Regions from separate parts of the Mus musculus genome. Here all the other regions are linked to region 1. A link is a contact called in public ChIA-PET and HiChIP or PLAC-seq data. All regions are on one chromosome and are shown on one strand. The core of a region is the stretch at or near the end of the contact, and the rest is flanking DNA. Distances in the headings are between cores, read along the strand shown. Region 1 holds the start of Zfand2a (zinc finger, AN1-type domain 2A). Region 2 overlaps Adap1 (ArfGAP with dual PH domains 1). Region 3 overlaps Adap1 (ArfGAP with dual PH domains 1). Region 4 holds the start of Adap1 (ArfGAP with dual PH domains 1).

Region 1 (2,711 bases), core at 121-2,620:
AAACAAAGCAAAAAGTAATGTTGGCCAAGCTGGACAAGAACTAGGAGAGCCACCTGCCTCTGCTTCCCACATGCTGCGATTATAGGTGTACACATCCAACTGGCCTGATTTTTACTTTCTTATAGCACCTAGGATAATCAGCCTAGGGGTGGTACTACTCGCAAGGAGCTCAGCCCTTCCATATTAATGACTAACTTAAAAGTACTTCCTAGGCCAATCTTATAGAGGTTATTTCCTGAACTGTGGTCTCCTCTTCTCAGTTTATGTCAGATTGAGAAATAAATAAATAATTAATTAAAAACATAAATAATCAGGACAGAGCAGTAGTATTCTGGGTCTATTAGCCTAGCCCACAGATCTTTGGTATTCTCGAGCTTGGGTCAGCAACACTTGAACATCTTTCTTTCTTTTTTTTTTTTTTTTTTGGTTTTTTTCGAGACAGGGTTTCTCTGTGTAGCCCTGGCTGTCCTGGAACTCACTTTGTAGACCAGGCTGGCCTCAAACTCAGAAATCCGCCTGCCTCTGCCTCCCGAGTGCTGGGATTAAAGGCATGCGCCACCACCGCCCGGCTTGAACATCTTTCTTTCTTTCTTTCTTCTTCTTCTTTTTTTTCTTTTTTTTTTTTTAAGATTTATTTATTTATTTATTTATTTAAAGTACACTGTAGCTGTCCTCAGACACTCCAGAAGACGGAGTCAGATCTCATTACGGATGGTTGTGAGCCACCATGTGGTTGCTGGGATTTGAACTCCTGACCTTCGGAAGAGCAGTCGGGTGCTCTTACCCACCGAGCCATCTCACCAGCCCTGAACATCTTTCTTAAATCACATGCATAGTCCGTGCTCCAGCAACTCTGGTAACAGAGATACAGGCATTTTGGGTATCATCTTGTAATTCTTCTGTAGACTGGACCTCACTTTTCCAAGGCATGTTTGTTCAGATGACCTGTCCCTGGCGTTCTGCCTCCCCGAGTCCTGGGATCCTTACAGCTTCACAAATGGGCCATCAATCTGTGCATACCGCGATCCCAGCCCTCAGGGAACTCCTACTGAGACACAGGATTCTCACGTCCGGCCGGGTCCTGTCTCAGGCTCTCAGGTACAGGCAAGCCTGTCACCTCACCCAGAGCTGCCTCACCACGACTCAGCCTAAGCTAGAGATGTTGCCTGACTGTTCTAGAAAATAGGCGGGGGGATAGGGAGGGACGAAAAGGCCGTAGAACTGCTGGATTGGTGACATGTAAGTGACGTCATCACGGCGCCCAGCCCTCTGGGGGTCATAACACGAAGGAATTGGCTGGCCTTCGATGACATTTTGGGCGCGCTGGCGGGCCGACTCTAGATGTTAGGGGATTGGTTGGTGTTGGTGTGGCGTCATCAGAGCGCGCCGGGAACGCCCAGGATGTATGACTCTGGATCTGTCGGCTGGGGATAAATGGCCCAGGCTGCTGCAGGGGCAATGCTACGCTTTCCGGCCTTGAGAGAAGTCGGGCGCTTCGCGGCGATTGGAGCTGCAGTTTCTACTGCGGTGTCACCGGGATAACCACAAAGGGCACCGCTTGTCTGTCTCCGCCTCTGACTACCCGTGAGTGCCAGGTACCGGTGTGGTTGCGGGCCGCTGGGGCCCGGGGAGCTGGTGAACTAGGGGCTGGCGTCTCCGCGCTGTGATTTCTCGTGGCCTGGCCATCAAGGAGTTACTGTCTCAGCACAGTGACATCTCACATCCCCAGGTCAACTGCCCTGAGCCATTGTCGCGGCAGCCAGGCATAGTGGTTGTTGCAGGCCTGTAGTCTCAGCGCTGGGGAGTTGAGTTATTAGATCACAAGCTCCAGGCTAACCTGAGCTAAGTAGTGAGACACACTTTCATGAAACAGTCTACTAGCAGGGCATGGTGGCTCGTGCCTTTAATCCCTGCACTCCAGAGGCAGAGACAGGCGGATCTCCGAGTTGATAGCCAAAGTGATCTACAAAACGGGTTAAGGGACAGCCAGCACTACAAAATAGCGTCTGTCCTAGGCCCCCGGCCCCCTGTTTAAAAAAGGGGGGGGGGAGAAAAGAAACAGTCGGTGGTCATTTGGTAATACGTCACGTGCTGCTTGCTTTGAACAAAAACATTTCATAATGCGGATTCTGTTGTGCACGACTTAAAAGGTTTCCTCCCCGACAGGAATGAGATCCACCCTAACCACTAAATGCAGTAGGAAAGGAAGGGGGAAGGGTGGGAAGTGAATTGGCTTAGAGGTGTTAGAGGTGACGTTTGAGGAAGTGACACTGTAGACTGGTCCTTGACAAGTCAAATAGATGTCTTCTGAAGCCTGAGAGTTCTCAACAAGGAGTAGATAAGAAGTTCCCAGCAGAGAAAGTAATAGAAAGATGTGAAAAGCTCTTTGGGGACTTGACCTGTGGAAAGTGCAAGAGTTTCGAGTCATTTGATAGGTGACAGGACTTGGAGGAGACTTTGCTTCAAGCCTGGTCTCCGGGATGCCAGCCTCTCTGCTTGTCTGTTTCTTGTGGTTAATTAAAGTGCCGCTTGCCTTGATCGGCCCTGGCCTGATGTCATTATGGCGTGTGCACAAAGTAAAACTGAAGGCATGAGGGAGGGAGAGGCAAGGGACAGCCTACTCTGGGGAGCATAGTCAACTGATGCCACTTAGCACCTGGCACCGAATCTTGTTGATGTCAACAAGTGTATTGAGGAGTTGAGACTGCAGC
Region 2 (2,711 bases), core at 102-2,601, 200 kb after region 1:
AGTCAAGCTAGAGACCAAGGGACATCCTCAACTGCATGTCAGGACTCAAAATGAGCAGGGACAGTGACTACAGTTCCCTCCACAATGCCCAAGGAGCCATGGGGACATCTCTGGGAACATCCAGCCCACACCCCTCCCCCGCATTGAGGGACACGGAGGCCAAGGGGTCATCCATGTGAAGTCTCTGTGTGGGGAAGTACCCTTGTCATGGCCCTGCCCTCCCCAGTGCACTCCCTATTACACAATCCCAGGCTTATTCCAGATTTATTCCAGCGCTGAGACCCTGTCCCTGTGAGCCAGCATGCCAGCAGCCACCGCCGTCTGGTTTTCTCTTTCCCCGCTGTTCACCAGCTTGGACGTGATGAGTGGCCTTCTATGCTAGGCTTCTGGCCCAGAGCATTGTGCTGCTCACCCACAGCGGAGCCTATCTTTGTTTATTTTCAAAATTCTTTTCAGTCTAAGGAAGTTTCACAGAAGCATTGCTCTGGAGACTGGTTAGCAGAGTCTCTGGCGCTAAGGTGTCCACTGACATCAGGTCTGTCTCTTGTCCAGGCCTGGTGCAGAGGCCTGCCTATTACAGGACGACACTCCTAGGACTGAGGAGCCACCTGGATGGCTGCCTATTCTCTCTCGACATGGACAGTGGCTGAGCGAGTCAGACCTGGGGCCTTGAGCACACGCTCCCTGGAACTGGGCTTTGGAGAAGTCTCTCTCAGACAGTGTCATCCAGGGCTACAGGAGGGAAGTAGCCCCTGGAGTTCCAGACGAGACAGGTGCCAGTGGCTCACTTACAGCCCCTGTCACATTTCCTGGCCTGCCAGAGACAGAGGCTGCTGGGTCAAGACCCCCCTATATCCCGGCCATCCTTTCCTGTGCCTGGGCTGCCTCTGTGAGGGCATGTCCTGGCTTACAGAGATGCTTGTCCCTCAGCAGGAATGAGCAGTGCATGGAGCCCTGTGACCATAGGGCCCTGCCACACTCTCTGCTGTGTGTCATTCCTCAGCCTAGGTCACAGTTGGCTGGAGTGTCTAAAGTTCCCCTCTGACGCGGAGATGTCAGGGTGTTGGGTGTGCCCTCATACCTGAGTGCACCTTGCTTTGTATCTGCCCCTCCCCACCACTGCTCAGCAAGGGACTGGGTGACAGCTGCCCTGGCTCCTGCCCCAGACTGTCCTGCCTCCACCCAAGCCTCAATGGCTGCCATTCACAGGGGAGGGTGGGCGTCAGGGCATGCAGACAATGGCCTTTGTTGCCCAGGACCAGGCCACCACCTCCTCTAACAGACTGGGTCCTGCCTGGGTCCCTCTGGGAGCCTCTCTCCCTATTTGCATAGTGACATTTAGGTCAAAGGTCAAGAAAGCAACAGCACCGGGATGTCTCCACTTGGTACAACCCCTTTTCCTTCCTCCCTGAGCGGCACAGCTCTGCCTGACTTCGGTTTTTCTTGTGTGCTAAGGCAGGGTGCTCAGCACAACAGTGTTTGGGGGACTGTTAAATCATGGGATGGCCAGGGTGAGGCACCCTGGGGTGGCTGGCTCGGCAAGAGGGTTAGGTCCTTTGAAACGATGAGATGACGGTGGAAGCTAGGTAGGGCACTCCTAGATGCAGATAACCCCATTTCCTGTCTTCCTGTCAAGCCTCCAAGGGTTCTATAGTGGCCTTGGATCTGCCCATGTGACAGGCTCCTATGAGAGTCACTTGTAAGATCAGCCAGGCTGTTCACAAGTACCAGGCTTCTTCTGAGCCCCATGTCCCAGACAGTCTGAGTGCAGTAGGGAGGTCTGGTGGCCTTGCTGGACCCCAGGAACTGTCTTGACTCCTTTAGCTTCACTTCAGCCCTGACCCTTTGGAAGATGGCAGAACTGAAGCCCAGAGAGAGGTGGCAGCGACGGTCCCCTGCCACCTTGTCCATGAGAACAGCTCGTGAGGTCTAGCTAGTGAGCTTCCTGGCGGCTGTTGTGTGACTCTGTGAACAGTATCTTCAGGAGACCAATTGCTTATGTACAAGATGGGGACACAGCTCAGAACCCCAGTTCCTGGAGCCATGGCCTGGAGCTGGCTCGCAGCACCCTCTCCCCACCAGGCTGTGTTCTGCTGGTTATTGGGCAATCGAAGAAGTAAACAAGAAGGGATGTGGGACACTCATACTGAAGGGTTCCTATGTATGACCAGAACACCAGGGAGTCTTGAAGCCAGAGCATTGCATACTGAGGACACATGCTATGGAGTCCCAAGGAAACCAGCACCTGGGAGGTGTTAGCTTGCACCAGGGCTAAGGTATCAGGTATTCTCCTGAAGGGAGACCCTACCTGACCCCACCTCAAGTCAGGGAGCCCCAACTGGACTAGAGCAGAGAACTAGAGCATCCATCACTGGATTCGGGAAGTCTTCCTGTGTGGCTTCTCAGAGAGAAAAGACCTCCCAAGGAGACACACAGGGTGAATAGATCTGTTCCCAGAGCCAAGCCGGGAAGTAGCAAGAAGGGCTGAGTGGTCACCTGCTGCCCACATGCTCCTGGGATCCCAGGTTCCTAAAGATGGAAAGCAACACTTCCAGGGTGCAGGTAGAGTGCAGGCCAAACATGCCAAGGAGGCCCTGCAGTTGCATGGGACTCACAAACATGGATCTCAGCCCCTGTCATCCACACAGCCCCTCTGTCTTACCTGGAGCTGGCAGGTCCCTGTGAGGTGGTAAGATGCTGGCCAATCAGAA
Region 3 (2,711 bases), core at 83-2,582, 180 kb after region 1:
TGACTGGCATCACTACCGAGCCTGCCTGCTATTTGGTGTGTTTTAATAATCTGCTACTGTTGTGCATGGGGGCACATTTGCCAGGCTCAGCGGAGGATTGACAGTGTGAGAGCCCCCCCTTCCCCTGGTTTTGGCTTCTCACCCCAGAGGCCGCCAGTGACCAGTGCTTTGTGCTTCCTTTGGAAAATGTCTGTCTGTATGCTCATGCGTGTCTTTAACCCACATATAGGGACTGCTTTGTCTTTCCTGTATTCTGCCATGGTCTCTAGAGTATGTGGACCTTGCTCGCTGTCTCTGCATGGACACACTTAGATCATTCTTTCTTTCCCCTTCTATTTCCTGTTTCTTTTTATCTTTCTTCTTTGTCCCCTTTTTAGGTTGTGAAAGACAGGGGTCTCATGTAGCCCAGGCTGGCTCTACCTCACTATGTAGCTAAGGATGACCTTGAACCTTGATCTTCCTGCCTCCACCTCAGAGTGCCGACCTTACATCTACATCACCACACCCTACTTCTTTTTCTCTTTCAGTTTTAAGACACAGTCTCTCTTTATAACCCAGAACAATCTCACACTCACAATCCTCCTGCCTCAGCCTCCTGAGTACAAAGATGGCCAGCCTCGGGTTACTTTCAGTCCTATCTCTCTGTAATGATTGGGTCCCCCAAGCTGCTTCTCAGTGTGACATTTGTGCTTCTGGGAACTCACTGTTGACCTACATTCTTGGAGGTGGAGGTGGAAGGTCCGAGGCTAGGCAGCTTGGCAGCTCGGGAGAGTCTTGCCGGATCCCGCCATAGAGGACTCCAGCGAAAGTAGAAGAGGTTGCGCCACATCCCAGCTGGTGCACCTGTGTGGACCTAGTGGTGTATGCTTTTCCTGGGGAAGTTGGGTCCTCATCTTGAGCTGAAGGTTCTGAGAGAGCTTTGCTCTCTCTCTCTCTCTCTGTCTCTGTCTCTGTCTCTGTCTCTGTCTCTCTCTCTCTCTCTCTCTCTCTCTCTCTCTCAAACTCACTCTATAGACCAGGCTGGCCTTAAATTTTGAAATCTGCCTGCCTCTGCCTCTCAAGTGCTGGGATTAAAGGCGTGCGCTACCACTGCCCGGTGGCTGAGAGAGTTTTTCTATCCTCAGCTTGCTCTTTGCTCTTTGCTCTTAGCGGCCCTGCCATCTTCATTGCTTTTACCCTCTTGGGGTTTTTTGACCTGTTCAGGAAACTCGCCCAACCAAGAAGCAGGCTCATAGAAAATAGATTTTCACAAGTGTCTTGGTTTTACTCATGGTGGTTTTTGACATGGAAATTTTTTTTTGTCATGGCTTAGTCAAACTGATCAGCCTTTCTTGTGGTTTACAGCATACTCAGACAGACTCAGAGAGCGACTGCTTGTCACCTAGTGCATATGCGTGTACAGGTGCAAGCGTGTGCAGAGGTCAGAGGACAGCCTTGGGTGTCGCACCTTCCCAGGCACCTTCTGCTCTTTGTAATAGAGCCTCTTGTTGGCTTGTAACTTTGCCAATAGGCTAAGCAAACTGGCCACTGATCTTGCACGTGTCTCTCTGCTTTCTATCTTGACATTGCTGGGTTACCAGGGAATGTCTCGGCATCAGCTTTTTACATGGGGTCAAGCTATCACATTTATGAGACAAGAACTTTAACAGCTGAATCACCTCACCTTGAGAGTTGAGGTTTTGTTTTGTTGTTTTATTTCAGTATCAGTTATGGATTCTGGAGTCTAATATCACTAGCCCCTCACTGGGGGATTCTAGGCAGGGGCTCTACCACTGAGCCACACCCCAGCCCCTCACTGGGGGATTCTAGGCAGGGGCTCTACCACTGAGCCACACCCCCAGCCCCTCACTGGGGGATTCTAGGCAGGGACTCTACCACTGAGCCACGCCCCCAGCTCTCACTGGAGGATTCTAGGCAGGGGCTTTACCACTGAGCCACACCCCAGCCCCTCCCTGGGGGATTCTAGGCAGGGGCTCTGCTGCTGAGCTCCATCTCCAACCCCTGAAGGTTGTTTTTAATTTTTAATTTAATAAACAGCAAGCACCTTTCTTCACTGAGCTATCTTGCAGGTATATGAGTTGCTTTTAAAATGTTACTACAGTTATATACTTGTGGGTTTGTGTGTGCATATGTGTATGTGTGAGGGTACACATGCGCATGGCATGTGTGGAGGTCAGAGGACAACATCCAGGAGTTGATCCTCTCTTGTGTAGGTTCCAAGGATCTAATTCAGGTTTTTGGGCTTGGTGACACTGAGCTACATCATTGACCCCTGAATTTAATGCATTTTATTATTGTGTGTGTAAATCCCTGTATGGTATGTGGATAAGTGCAAGCTCACACATGCCATACTGAACTTGTGGTCATCAGAAGATAACTTTCAAGACTTAGCTCACTTCTTCTACCACAGGACCAGGAATTGAACTTGGATCATTTGGTTGGTGTGGAAGGTATTTTAACCTGCTGGGCCACATCACTGGCCCTTCTGGGCCTTTTCTTTAGGGCACTCCTTTTATATCCTATTCTTCCCTGCTTACTGGGAGCCCATCCTGAGACAGGATGGATCTAGGAGTTCCATCCCAAGGGCAACATTCTGGGTCAGATGACCTTGCAGTGGCCTAAAGGGGAGCAGTTACCCAGAAGCCACCACTGTCCCAGGATCCAGGGGTCCCTGGCTCTGACCATGCTCCTCTCTCTTGCAGTTCATGGCA
Region 4 (2,711 bases), core at 82-2,581, 160 kb after region 1:
TATAGTCCAGGTTGTTCTCCTCATACTAGATGTGTAGCTGAGGATGGCCTTGAACAGCGGATCCTCCTGCCTCGACCTCCTGGGCACTGAGAGTAGAGGCATCCGTCAGTACTCCTAGGTTCTGTGGTGCCGAGGACACAATACGCAGCTCGGTGAATGCTGGGTAAGCTCTCTATCCATTGAACCACTTCCCCAGCCCCCAGCAGTCTGCATTTTGCTTCATTCTCCAAGCTCCTGCTGTGTGCCAGGTCTGGAGCCAGGCTCCAGTAGGCTTCAGGAGAAAAACATTAGATCCGTTAAACAACAAGCCTACAGCGCCACCGGCCTCAAGACCTCCAAAATGTGCATTGGGGCAGGTTGCATGTTCTGTCTCCTGATCCCAAAACAAGTTCTGCAATGGCATGACAGCCAGGTCAGGAGGGACAGATGCCCCTGGCAAGACAACAGCCTCAGCAGAGGGCCACCAGGTGGAGTCGGCCAGGATTGCAAACGTTCATGACATCAAAGTAGACACTCAGAAAGACAATGTGCAGTAAAGCAGCATGACATACGTGGTGGGACAAAACGGACCCTTCCTCCCCAGGAAGCAAGAGAGAGCATAACGAAGAGGCTAGGGTCCCAACAACCTAACTTCCTCCCAGTAGCCCTGACCACACTATAGCATCACCGTGGGGACTGTGCCCTTAACCCAGGGGCCTTTGCGGGGCAGGGAACACTGTGGGGCCAAATCATAGAGCAACCAACACCCTGGCTGTGACATATTAGCAGGAGTAGACTCTCAGGAGGCTTTGGAGATGGCTTTCATTTCTCAGTTGGGTGTGGCCATTGGCTTCTAAATGGCTACTATTGCGTTTATAATGGAGAAAATGGAATTTGAAAAGAAATGCTAGGGCCAGTTAAAGAAGCAGACACCCGGCTCTGGGAGGGAGCGGGCCAGAGATCAGGAAGGGTGTGGCCAGTTCTTGTCCTATCTCTTGGAGATGAGACTATAGACTTGGACACGTGTGAGGGTGGAGCCCTTCGATCCTTTTAGTACTGGAATTTGTCATTCATAGGTAGGGCTAGCCTGAGCTGCCCGCGACCTCAGCTTCAACCCAACAGGCACGCTTGCGTGTTGGGTGGCCCATCCTTCCGCAGCGCGGGTTCCCTGCGACCCCGCCCCAGGTGGACCCGTTGAGGCCGGGCTCTCCAAGAGGCCGCTCCCTGTCCGCGCCGCTGGGGGCCGCCCGCGGGCCGCGCCGTCCCGGGCGCGCCGTGCGTTACTCCCCGGTCCCCGCGCGCGCAGCTCCGCTCAGGGCGGCCCCGCGCGGCGACACGATCGGGGCCGGCGCGCGGGCTGAGCGGTGGCGATGGCGCAAGGCGGGCGGCGGGCGCGCGGCGCGGGGCCCTAGCGGGGCGGGCGTGCTCGGGACGGCGCGGTGGCCGCGCAGCCATGGCCGGGGAGCGGCGCCGGGCGCTGCTGGAGCTACTGACGCGGCCGGGGAACACGCGCTGCGCTGACTGCGGAGCCCCGGGTAGGTGCGGGACGGGCGGAGGCGCGGGGTGCGGCCGGGTGGACAGGACTGCGTGGGGGGCGCGGGGGATGGGGACGCGCCACGCGCTGGGTCCTGGCTGGGTTGGGGCGCGGCCCGGGTGCACCTGCCGGCGTCAGGGACTGGCAGTGGTGAGGCGCAGCATCCGGAGGGCACCTCGCGGGCTCCGTGCGACCTGTGCCGCCGACTCCCCTCCCCCGCCGGGCTGCGTGTCACGCTGTCACCCGCAGCCGCCTCCCCTCCCCAGCCTTGCGAAACCTTGGCGTCTCGGGGTATTAAAAAAAAAGAGGAAATCAGCAGGGGCGGTTGGCTTGCAAGGAAAGCGGCCAGTGAGCCCAGGGTGTCTGCCAGGGAGTATGGGGTCCACCTGGTTCCCAGCTACCTGGAGATGACGTCATGGCATCCCTGCCTGGGGCCACCGTCTTGTACAGACTCAAGGCTGGGGGAGGATGCAGAGCCTTGGGTGGCCCTGTGAGGACATTCTGGCCATGTGCCTTTGGCTCTCTCTACCTAGCTTCTCTGGGATCAGGACAGTCGGGGACAGGTGGGAGTCATAGACGCATATGTCAGACATCTTCCAGACTTTGTCCCTTGGTTGCTCCAGGTTTGGAAGGATTTGTAGGGGCCAGAACACAGGGGCTCAGGATTGGCTATGGAAAAAGGGCCGGGTTCTCTGACCAGCTGGCAGGCTCTGAGAGCTGGCCCTCCCAGGCCGATCCTATCTGGGTATGCAGGTGGGGACAGGGCATTTCAGGGATATCAGGGGGCCCTAGCATGAACCCCTCAGAACATACCAGGAATCAATTCCTTGGGGACTTAACTCTATCTCCCTGAGATGCAGGCGGAAAGCCTGCAGTCTGTAAATAGGACCTCCTTCCCATCTCTCCCCCACATCCCCGCCTCTGGGCTGAAGAGTGCCAGCCTGAGGCTGAGAATCTGCTAGCCAATAGTAAGTGCATGCCACCCCAGGGGCCCTGGTGTCCCTGGGAGGAGACATTGACCAAGCTTCAGTGGGAAGTAGGCAAGATGAAGTAGCCCTTTCCTGGTCTCTTGGGGCACCGCAGGGCCCTGACGGTGGTGCAGCGGGGTGGTGCCTCCCTGGTGCTATGTGGTACTGCTGCCAGCTGGCCTGGCTCAGTGGACTCTCCCCACCTCCCTCTCTCAGACCTGCCTTTCAAC

What was found. ChIA-PET counts read pairs in DNA pulled down with a chosen protein or histone mark. HiChIP or PLAC-seq counts read pairs in DNA pulled down with a chosen protein or histone mark.
Region 2: a contact with region 1 is called in a FOXA1 HiChIP or PLAC-seq map of pancreatic cancer cells. The contact joins the enhancer-like site here to the promoter of Zfand2a in region 1. A contact is called at or near these places in 13 of 484 Hi-C or Micro-C datasets (B cells, ECoMG-derived neutrophils, the G1E-ER4 cell line and 9 more), 4 of 115 datasets of contacts at active chromatin or transcription factors (bone marrow-derived macrophages, embryonic stem cells, large pre-B cells and 1 more) and 3 of 9 other capture datasets (adipose tissue, embryonic stem cells and liver).
Region 3: a contact with region 1 is called in an RNA polymerase II ChIA-PET map of effector CD8 T cells, with 44 read pairs. The contact joins the enhancer-like site here to the promoter of Zfand2a in region 1. A contact is called at or near these places in 6 of 115 datasets of contacts at active chromatin or transcription factors (the SCID.adh cell line, bone marrow-derived macrophages, effector CD8 T cells and 3 more) and 3 of 9 other capture datasets (adipose tissue, liver and pancreatic islet).
Region 4: a contact with region 1 is called in an HNF4G HiChIP or PLAC-seq map of pancreatic cancer cells. The contact joins the promoter of Adap1 here to the promoter of Zfand2a in region 1. A contact is called at or near these places in 4 of 39 promoter capture datasets (the C10 cell line, cranial neural crest, liver and 1 more), 7 of 484 Hi-C or Micro-C datasets (ECoMG myeloid progenitors, the G1E-ER4 cell line, the HL-1 cell line and 4 more), 16 of 115 datasets of contacts at active chromatin or transcription factors (the 230-238 cell line, the HPC-7 cell line, bone marrow-derived macrophages and 11 more) and 3 of 9 other capture datasets (adipose tissue, liver and pancreatic islet).

What each region holds. Positions count from the first base shown.
Region 1 is chr5:139,483,150-139,485,860 of GRCm38.p6, reverse strand. Zfand2a (zinc finger, AN1-type domain 2A) reads left to right here and starts at 1,370. Exons shown (of 7, transcript NM_001159908.1): 1 at 1,370-1,584.
Region 2 is chr5:139,284,236-139,286,946 of GRCm38.p6, reverse strand. All of the region lies in intron 4 of Adap1 (ArfGAP with dual PH domains 1), which reads left to right. Among named protein-coding and RNA genes, the nearest start is that of Get4, 33 kb to the right of the region's middle. Within about 2 kb of position 1,351, at least 73 of the 459 cell types and tissues checked have an H3K27ac peak or open chromatin away from gene starts, as enhancers often do. A contact at or near this core is called in B cells, adipose tissue, cerebral cortex and 2 more, where this site is marked.
Region 3 is chr5:139,302,387-139,305,097 of GRCm38.p6, reverse strand. Adap1 (ArfGAP with dual PH domains 1) reads left to right here. Exons shown (of 11, transcript NM_172723.4): 3 at 2,703-2,711. Among named protein-coding and RNA genes, the nearest start is that of Adap1, 22 kb to the left of the region's middle. Within about 2 kb of position 1,332, at least 64 of the 459 cell types and tissues checked have an H3K27ac peak or open chromatin away from gene starts, as enhancers often do. A contact at or near this core is called in the SCID.adh cell line, effector CD8 T cells and memory CD8 T cells, where this site is marked.
Region 4 is chr5:139,324,084-139,326,794 of GRCm38.p6, reverse strand. Adap1 (ArfGAP with dual PH domains 1) reads left to right here and starts at 1,331. Exons shown (of 11, transcript NM_172723.4): 1 at 1,331-1,514. The coding sequence starts at 1,433.